Regions from separate parts of the Pan troglodytes genome. Here region 1 is linked to region 2. The links are chromatin contacts, called in public Hi-C maps. All regions are on one chromosome and are shown on one strand. Each heading gives the region's core, a stretch centred on a gene start, on an enhancer-like site or on the middle of the called end of the contact. The rest is flanking DNA. Distances are from core to core; before and after follow the strand shown. Region 1 has its middle 240 kb from the start of CDC5L. Region 2 has its middle 89 kb from the start of CDC5L.

Region 1 (5,419 bases), core at 2,344-4,843, 160 kb after region 2:
ACAGAGGCTGGTACGGGCGGGTGCTCAGGGGAGGAGAGGGCCCGTGCTCTGGCCTCCCACCAAGGCCTCCTCCTGTGTGCTGTTGGAAATGGACTTGGCACAAGCAAGGCTTTGTTTCCTTTTAGAAAGCCACCCCAGTGCCCCACTCCCAGGCTGCCTCTCCGATCCTCCCCTCAGCACGTGGAGCTGGGGCTTGTCACTCAGCCCAGGAGGGACCTAGAGCAGGTCTTCAGTACTGGAAAGAGGAAGAACTCCCCTTGCGGGGAGGCTCCACCCAAGCAGGGCATGAAGCAGGAGGTGGTGGGCCGGGCACAGGAGACAAACCCCGCCTGCTTCCCAGTTTTGCTCCGAGAGTTAGCCTTGGCTAAGTGGAGCTCACCAGCCTCCCACACAGCGAACCCAGAAGTCTTCAGCCCTCAACATCCCCGTGTGTGTGTGTGCACGTGTGTGCGTGCGCATGCGTGCGTGTCCATATGCATGTGTGCACGTGTGTGCCCATGTGTGCGCATGTGCATGTGTGCATGTGTGTGCCCGTGTGTGTGGCGTGTGTGTGCGTGTGTGTGTGTGTGTGTGTGGTGTACTTCCTGCTTCCTCTAGAGCTCTTTCCTTGTTTCACTCTGACACTGTCTTTGACCGCCCTGAGCCGCTCCCCCTCCCCCTCCCCAGTGGTTCTGATGCTGTCCCTTAGCAGGTAGCTTTTTCAGATTCCTTCACTCTTTTCCTGGGTCTGCCTCTTTGCCTCTTGCCTGATTTCCCCTGGAGCCCTGGGAGATCTACGCTCCTGCAGGGCTGTGCCAGCCCTGTGAGAAGGAAGCCAGAAGTAAGAATCACCACCTAGTGCTAAGGGCAAAACATCGCGCCCAGTAGGTGCTCAGGCCAGGTCTGTGAGGGCGGATTTCAAGGATGAAAGCGGAACCGTGGACATTGAAATGTACATTGTGATGTATTTTCAACTCTTCTTTCTTCAAAGAAAAATAATTGGATGTAAAACACTCCTCTCGCCCCTCACCCAGACTTCTCCTTTGACGCTGATTTTCCCAGCTCAGAATCAAGTATAGCATCGCTGAAGATCACCAAACTGCTACTTAGACATTTTAAAGATGCAATTTGAGTTCCGGGCAGGGAAAAGGGGTGGATAAAAGAGATTATATGATAATGACATGGCTGTGGGAAGCCTGTCAAATAAAGTGCATTTTCTCTGGTGGGCAGGCTATTTCTGGAGCTGTACATGGGTCCCTACACTGAGGGGTGTGTTTATCCTAATGGGAAGCAGGACTGAGCTAAGCCACAGCTCCCTGTACAGTTTTTAAAGTCTTAAGATACCACAAGAGACATTTGCAGTGTCCAGAGGACACATTTAGTCTGCCCTGGCCCGTTTAATGTGTGCTGACTTGGCTCTGACAGGGGCTGGAGGAAGGCAAAGGGAATTCTTACAGCAGAAGTGGGGAAAGGTGCATCCATCCAAATGTGCCCATTAGGATGCTTTTAGATACAAGAAAGAGAAAAGTCAATACTAACTGACTAAAATCGTAAGGAGTGCATTAGATCATCTCAAAGTAGCCCAGAGTTAGGGCTTCAGGTAGGGTTTGATCAGGGTGCCAATTCTGTTTTCCTGTGACCTTGTCTGCTCTGCCCCCTTCTAGTTCTTTGTCCTTAGGCTGACTTCCCTCATGGCTGCAAGATAGCTGCTGGCAGCAACTCAGGCAGTTGCTTCTTTGGTCATGTCCAGGGAGAAAGAGAGGAAAACATTTTCCTTTTGGTCTGAATGGGTCAACTGAAGCCACGAACTGGACAATTGGAGCCACTAGGCTAACATCTTCTGCCCTTGGCTTGCCCAGAGTTCTGAACCCCACCCAACCAAGGAGGTTTGAGTGACTCTAACTGCTGGGATTGGATTCCCACGAGGCACAGGTGTCACATAGGAGGGTCAGGCCCAGGCCCAGACTGGACTCTGCTAGGAAGGTGGGGGAAGGTGGGTTGGAAATGAAAGCAGCCAAGCAACTAACAGCTTTTCCAGCCAGAAACAAGGGAGCCCTGTTGTAGCAGAGCCTCTTTTGTGGGCTGAGACACTGTCAGCCTGGCCTTTCTGCCTCTCAGAGCTGTTGGGGATCATGGAAGATGATGGAACAGTAGCAAGGCAAAATAGACATATATATGTATGTATAAAATATATGCCTATAAATACCTCGTGCCTCAGTTTTCTCCTCTGTAAAATGGACATAGTAATCCTGCCTTATCCTTCACAAGGAGAAATTTCATGTACTATTTTCAGTGCTCCTAGAGACCAGCTAGGCTAGCCAGATTGGGCTTGTTTTCCCCCAGAGAGGAATGATGACAACTCCAGCCCCTTGGTACCCTCTCCCTCTCCTCCCATCTCACCCTGTTCTAGGTTGGTCTTGGCAACATTTCCTCTGGAAAATAAGAAAAACAAATTTTCCCGGGGTTATCAATCACTGCCCCGCTTGACACATTGGGGCTGGGCTTCCTAGATCTGAAAGGGAGCACATATCGAAGCCCACCTGAGCTTGTGTGCCAGGTCTCTCCAGGAGCCCTGGGACAGCTGGTCAGGGACAGTCAGAGGGGTGAAGCCTGCCTGGCTGGAGCCTGAGACAGGAAGGGTGAGGATGGGGTTGGAGCCTGTCCTCCAGGCCAGGGGCAGACCAGAGGGGTGGGTGAGCAGGGGTATTCTAGAAGGAACAGGGTCTGCTGGGGTGCTGGGGAGACACGGTGGGCTTCTGTACTCTGCTGTCACAGACAATGCAAGTTTCACCTGGAGCTGAAACCGCGGCCTTGAGGCTGCCGATTTCAGTCCGGAGGGAGCCCTTGGGAAGCGGAACTGATCATTTCTCAAGGCCTGGCCTCACTTTTCACGAAGATAAGGCAGCACTTCAGCTTCCTCTGAGGCCGGCAGCCCAGGAGCTCCTCTGTCCCCCTCCCTCCTTCTACAGGTCTTGTCTGCAGCCTGTCTCTTCTAGTATGGAAAAAGACAGAGAAACATGCAAGCCCAGAAACACACATGCAGCACATGCATCTCTTTCTCTCTCCCTCCCTCCCTCCCTCTCTCTCTCTCCCTCCCTCTCTCTCTCTCTCTCTCTCTTTCTCTCCCCTCTTCCAGGTCTTCTGTGCCTGGGCCCTCTGGCCACATGTGGAAAGGCTGTATTCTGTCTTAATGTAATGGAGGCAAGGCACAAAAAGCCATTTTCCTCTGCAGGCCCCCTTGCTCACTAAGATGGAGGAACTGGGAAATGCCCTGAGGAAGGGCCATGGGGTTCCTCCCCACTCAGGCCCGTTCAGAGCACATTCCATGCCCAGTGCCCTGCGGGGAGAAGCTGCTCCTGGTCCCCTACAGTGCCTTAAACAAAATAGTGACTACATACATAGCATGTAAGAGCTGGAAGGGATCATAGGGGGTTGGATGGTGAGGCCAGGACAAACCTGAAGTTTGACAGAGGGACAGGGGCCCAGAGAAGACTCTGCTGCAGCTACACAGGGCCCAGCCTCCCAGGAGACATGTCTAGCAGCCTAGGGAAGGGCTGTGTTCCCCAGAGCCCTCAGGAGCCCGCTGAGAAAAGCCTGAAGTTGCCAGAGCTCAGAAGCTCACCCCTGCTGACCACAAGATGGCAACAGAGCTTTGTATGAGCCCCAAGCTTGGGCGGGGGCCGGGGCGGGTCCAGCTTGCTGGGAGGACTGGACCCACATCCTTACCTCCATGGTCTGAGTATTCTTCTGATGCCTTCAGATCAGGATGAGAGTTAATTTAATGTGGGTCTGGGTGTGTCTCTTTTCCTGTTTGATTGCCTTGAGCTCAGTTCCAACTGTACCTGATGAGCGGTTCTGATTTTTCCTCTGTCCCTTTTACCTATCCTATAAGCTCCATAGGAGGGTGGGGATGGTAGGAAGATGCCGTTCAACTCACAGCACTCTTGAAAAGCTAGGTGGAGATAAGCCTAAGATATTAAAAACCTGTTAGACAGTATAGATGAATGTGCATAATTTGGTGCTATGTGTGGTGCTGAATTTATATTTTTCATTTTAGAAGAAGAGCTAAAAGTGGCATTTCAACCTGGAAACAATATTGCCTGGAGCACAAAACCCTCTCTCCAGCAGCCTTGCAGGCTCCCTTCACCCCACCCTGTCTGGTGCTCTTTCCCGTCCAGCCATGCCTGGCCCCTGGGTGGGGCTGGCAGCTCTGGGAGAAGGTTGGGAAGGGGAGTGGAGAGTGGGGGGTTCATACCATCCACTGGCCAGGATCCCACTCAAATTGCTCACTCCATGCCAGCGGACTCCTGTGACGTGGCCAGTCGGGTATCCATTCAGGAACTAATTCCCGTCAAGCTGTTCAAATAATGGTCATGGCTCCAACTCAGCCTTGGAAGGCTGTGGTGCCAGGGAAGGGAAGAACAAAGCAGAGAAGCCACCGTGCCTCTCAAACCTGCCCTGGTTAAGGATTGATGGAGAGAATGCAGGAGGAGAATGAATGCATTGGCTGCGCGAATGAATGGTGTGAATTAATGAGTGGTATAAATGAAGAAAAGGACGCCGTAGTGAGGAGAGGCAAGCTCTTCATCATATGCCTCTGGCTGGCCTGTGTGTGTTGCCAGCATTTTCGTGCCTCACAGATGGCCATGTGGCTTTGCAGAAAGTGTTCATAGACACCCAAGAAGTCAGCCATTGGATGATAGGACGCTGTGTGAGGAAGGCTTAACATGTTCTCTGCTTTGCTGCTGTCTCTGCCCTATGGAGGTCCTGTTGAAAAGTTGACTCACTCATGCAAAAATGAACATTTCGACCATGTCTGCCTGTCAGAGGCATTGGTTAGAGACCCTCTGCATGCTGCCCAAAAGACAACTTTGGAGGCAGCTCCGTGCATGGTCAAGGGCAAACATTATACATATTTTTATTAAGTATAGAAACTGTGTGTGTGTATATATATATATATGTCTCACATATATAAACGTACAGTTGATCCTCATTATTTGATAATTCTGTACTTGCAAATTTGGCTACTCACAAAAATGTATTTGTAACCCCCAAATCAGCACATGTGGTGCTTTTGCAGTCATTCTCGGACATGGGCAGAGTAGCGAAACATTTGAGTCACCTAACCGGTGGGTGCATTTCCAGCTGGGGACAAACAAGGTGAAGCTCTGCTTTCTGTTCCAGCTCTCAAACTGTAAATAAGAGTTCTTTCTGTGGTCTATTTAGTGCCACATTTTTCACATTTTTGTGCTTTTCGTTGGTGACTTCACTGTTTAAAATGGCCCCTAAACATAGCACTGACGAGCTGTCTGTGTTCCTGCGCCAGAGAAGGCTGTGATGTGTCTTACAGAAAGTAAGACGTCTTTAAACAGAAACACACTGAAACAAGGTTATGTATTGATCCGTTGACAAAATGTTGTGACCAGAGACTCACAGGGGC
Region 2 (4,684 bases), core at 381-2,880:
TATTCCTCTCGCTGGCTTCCTCTGTGCCAGGTCAGACCTTGTGGTCAGAGGGATGGTGGCAAACTCCGTGGTCAGAGGGATGGTGGCAGACCCCGTTGTCAGAGGGCTGGTGGCAGACCCCGTGGTCAGAGGGCTGGTGGCAGATCCTGGGGTCAGAGGGCTGATGGCAGACCCCGGGGTCAGAGGGCTGGTGGCAGACCCCGGGGTCAGAGGGCTGGTGGCAGCCCTCATGGTCAGGGGGCTAGTGGCGGCCCTCTGCTGGGAGTCGTAGCTCCTGTCAGGTGGCCCCTTCACACATTTTCCCTCTCTGGATTCCGATAATGACCTCTTCCCTTTACCCTTCAGCCCTGCGGATGGTTACTGGCCCTTCTTCCCTTGTTGATTTCCTTAAACCCTATAAGTAAACTCTTTTCAAGTCACCCCACCCCAAGTTTTTCAGAATCTTGACTGAGAATAAGCACATATATTGTTTTGTAATCTGTGTGTGCGTGTGTGTGTGTAAAAAGGAGTTATTATATATAAATATCCTGTAAAGTCATGAAGTCCTGGGGGCCTCAGATAAACCCTTAGAAGGATGTTACTGCATCACCCCGTTATTGATTAGGAAACAGAGGCTCAGAGAGGGTGGGTAATCTGCTCACAGTCACAAAATAAACAGAGGAGTGGCCATTCTAAGGCCAGTGTGCTATTTTACAGCATTCCAGTGGGTGGGTATAGATTATTTATGTAATCAGTCCCCCTATGGATAAACATTTAATGTTGTATTCAGTTTTTCCCTTTGATATCAAGGCATCCCCAAACACAATACATGATTTCTTCTGGAAGCCTGAAGCAGGCACAGAGCAGTGGGAGGCACAGAGGGTGAGGCTGAGCCAGCTGTGAGATCTGGGACAAGCCGTTCTACTTCTCTCAGCCTCGATTTCCCCAGATGTCTACTAGGAAGAGCATAGACCTTTGGACTTTGAGGCATATGAGAGCCTGAGATTCTGCTGAGGCCTCGTTTTTAAATAGCTGCTCGTCTGAGGCTGGAGTGTGGGCAGTGATCAGCTGGCCACCAGGGAGGTGGCTGACGACAGGGTGCCCTTGTCCCCATAAGACTTTTATGGTACCACCTTTCAGGCATGTTCCATCCTGCTCATGAGCTGCAGAGACATTTGCTTCTGGAGGAAGCACTGAAGAGAAAACCAGCTATTAGTACTAGGATTGAAACAAAGAGAAAATGAAGATTCTGAGAAAGTGATTGTTCTTAGAATCAAGAAGTGTTATGGGGGAAACGATGTGTTCTTGGAGCATTTAGGGGAGGAAATAGGTAAATCTAGGAGAGGGTGCTTGCCACTGCAAGCTGGTCTAGCTCCCTGCACCCTCAGCTCTGTCCAGGTCCCTCTTCCTCCAAGTTCTTGAAGGCTGTGCGGGGCCCACGCTCCAAAGAGGACAGATGCAGCGGCCACTTGTCCTCCCCTCCCCAAGGACCCAGAGCCCGCAGCTCCAGCAGCATCTCCAGCCAGCTGCTGTCTGTAGCCGACGCCCCCCAGGGCTGCAGGGTTGGGCGAACTGGCCTCTCCTGTGCAGCTGACCAGGTCCCGAGCTTCCTTAGGGTTGCAGGCAAGGAGGCTCCCGCAGGGAATCTGGAGCAAGGTGCATCCGGCGGCCAGCAGGTGTCTCTGCTGCCCCAGAGACGGCCGGCCACGGGCTGTGGCGACACGGTGAGCTAGAACAAACCGCTTTGTTCCTGCTTCACAGGCTTTACCTTACAGCAGGGTTAGGAGCCTGTTTACCTGCACTTCTGCCCAAGGAAAGGAGTAAAAGCCCTTCTCCTCCTTCCCTCCAAAGGACCCCATGGAGGCCTGCTGGGCTGCGCCCCCCTCACTGGCCTGGCCAGGGCATGTGGGAGCACCCAGCAGCTGGGGCTCCTGGGCACCCACTGCCTGCCAGGCTTTGCCCTGGGAGCTCTGGGGCCCACAGCCCTATGGACTTCATACTTCTGCAGGGACATGGGGCAACTTGAAGGGGTGTTGGTAGGTGTTACAAAGCGAGGCCCAGCCTGGGTCTGGCACGGTGAATCCTCCTTCCTGGCCGCCTCTCCTCACTCCGAAGGCTTCGCGGATGGTCTTGCTCCAGGTTGTCAGTTGCTCCTCTGAGTGGTGGGTGAAGAGGAAGCGGCTCCCGTGTGTGGGGCTGTAGGCGGACCAGCTGTTCTAGTTTGCTCATCACTGAGGAGTTCCTGGATGCACAGCTTTGGTGCTAAACTCAGAAAATCCTGGGCAACCCAACGAGTTGGTCGTTCGGGCTAGGTACCGGCCACTTTTCAGACATCACTTTGCCTAATGCACATTGTTGGTCGTGTTGTCTCCCCATTGTAAAGAGAAACTAAGGTTGGAAGAGGCTAAACAAGCTGCCCAAACTCTCTGGATGGGGAGGGAAGAGTGGACATTTGAATTTAGGACCACCTGACCTATGCTGTTTCTCCTGGATGCCTCTGAGGTTGAGAGATGAGAAGTGGCATTCACAGGCATGAATCTGTGATGCCCAAATGGTAGGCAGCTGTGGGCCACGGGCATGGACAATTATGCTGTGTGCTGTGGTGGTCGCCTGAACTGGGGCAGCAGCCCAGGAGTCCCTTGAGGGCATGGAGGTCTGAGGGGAGCAGCACATCAGAAACAAGGGATGTGGGGACTTTTAGGACCCCATGGTCAGAGCACAGGTAGCAGAAAAGCACACACTGGGCCAGGCTGAGGGGGCACAGCCAGGCTGACAGGGCCTGGAAGGGGGATACCACCGTCAAGAAGGCCCCGATACCTGCACGTGCCTCCTCCACGGCCCAGACGCTTATCTAAAATATCTTTTAGGACAAGAACCAAACCCCTAAGCCTGGTGAGCCGAGGACCTGGCGGTGTCTGGCTGGCCGGGGTGGGGGCTATGTAGGCAGAAGCAGATGCTGGTAGGAGTTCACCCAGTCTCCCTTTGCCAGGTGGCCAGGGACAGCATCGGCCACTTCCACAGGGGGCCATGAAATGGTGTCAGCTTCTGACAGATGCTGGATGGACATTCAGCCTGAGCATGGAAGCCAAAATGAAAGGATTCGTCAGGTCCTCGATTCATTGGGTAAAATCAGCTCTTGTAGCAGCCAGGCAGCTGGCAGGCTGGATGCTGTGCTCAGGGCTACTATTACAGAGAGAAGCCCCAGCCCTCCAGGGCCTGTGGAAGAAAGCAACCAGCCCAGCAGCAGACAGGCCTTTCTGCAAGTCACTGCAGTGAGGATGAGTGACAAGCTTATCAAGACGGCTGGTCAAGGCACCAAATGCCTCCTCCTAGGATCTGCACATGTCTGCTGGGCAAGGCTGCTGCTCCCTTGACAGGGAGAATTAGGAAAAAGAGCCCTCTCTGGATGGGCACAACCTTCAGCAGCACAGCTTTGCAAGTGGAGTTCAGTCCCCGCTAACCCTCTTAGCTGGACACATTTGTGCAGTGCATAAACTGCACAACTGTACATGACGGTCCTGCCAGCAGAGGCTGTTTGTATCAAGGACTGATAACTCTTTTGCAGGCGGGAAGCAGGAGGTACCTGAGACCTGGGTGATGCCCTCCCCATCTGGTCCCTTCTGTGCTCAGAGTGGTCAACTCTTCCTAGGAAGCATCCAGGAGAAGCTATACAGGAGGATAAGGAGGACAAGTGCATTGGGTGAAGAAATGTAACGTGCAAATGCACAGGGGCATAAAACTTCCCCATTGACTAGAGAGTAGGGTGCAAGGTGGGGACAGCAGGAGATGAGGTGGGCAGGGGCCAGAGTTAAAGGCCTGGTCTTCTGTAGGCTGTTCTGTATTTGAGGCTCAGGGAGCTATGTGCCAGGCTGGAGGGAAGAGGGCAGCAAGGGAGAGCCAGGTGGGAGGTAACCTTCCTTTTCGTAGGCTCCTCTAGAGGCTTATTTCCATACCACATCAATGATATTCCCAGAAGCCTCCAGCAATAGTTCTGAGCTCTGTCTTCTGCCCATTGTGCCAGCTTCTGCTGGGAATCTTGGAAACAGAAGTTGGAGCCTTACTCTTAAGCAGAAATGCCAAGGCTAAAAAGGGAAGTCATGACCACACACATGTGTCTGCTGGGACTAACTGGGGACAGAGGGTGCAGTGGGGGGTTGGGAAGAGTAAGCCGCTGCTGCTGTGCTTGGGGTGGTCTGGGAGGACTTCTCATACCGTGCCCACTGCTTGTGCACACCTGGGTATGAGCACAGTCTCCACCCCTGACTGAGGCACTGGATGAATCACACCCCCTCCCTTAGTTCCTCCACCTGCAAAAGGGTATAGCAGCCCCCACCCACCCAGGGCCCAGGGCGTAAACTGCCCCAATGCCTTGATTATTTACTCTTCCTCCTGGTGGGTGGCAGCATCTGAGGGGCCAAGTCTTGCCTCACCCACGTGTGCAAGAGTACAGATCGAGGTTTGATTTGCCAAAAAATTTAACTATTTTCTTTTCCTCTTAAGTTCTGGTTTCTCCTTTTGGGAGGTGCAGGAAAGAGGCTGGAAAGGGCCCCCTTGACTGCTGCTGATCGGGAAGGGATGGGAGTGTGTGGACAATGGCTGGTGGGCCAGGCTGGCTGTGTCCCAGGGGCCAAGCCCCATGCTGGGCTGTTCTAACAAGAACTTGAACTGAACCGAACCGTGACCCCCAAATTGGAAAACACTGCCC

Evidence for each region. Hi-C and Micro-C count contacts between places; a contact is called where the count stands out from the background.
Region 1: a Hi-C map of induced pluripotent stem cells shows a contact between it and region 2, with 3 times the contacts expected there. The contact joins two enhancer-like sites. A contact is called at or near these places in 3 of 7 Hi-C or Micro-C datasets (induced pluripotent stem cells and stem cell-derived neural progenitor cells).

Annotation. Positions count from the first base shown.
Region 1 is chr5:50,525,843-50,531,261 of NHGRI_mPanTro3-v2.0_pri, forward strand. No RefSeq gene overlaps it. Among named protein-coding and RNA genes, the nearest start is that of CDC5L, 240 kb to the left of the region's middle. Within about 2 kb of position 3,594, at least 2 of the 24 cell types and tissues checked have an H3K27ac peak or open chromatin away from gene starts, as enhancers often do. A contact at or near this core is called in induced pluripotent stem cells, where this site is marked.
Region 2 is chr5:50,370,786-50,375,469 of NHGRI_mPanTro3-v2.0_pri, forward strand. No RefSeq gene overlaps it. Among named protein-coding and RNA genes, the nearest start is that of CDC5L, 89 kb to the left of the region's middle. Within about 2 kb of position 1,631, at least 6 of the 24 cell types and tissues checked have an H3K27ac peak or open chromatin away from gene starts, as enhancers often do. A contact at or near this core is called in induced pluripotent stem cells, where this site is marked.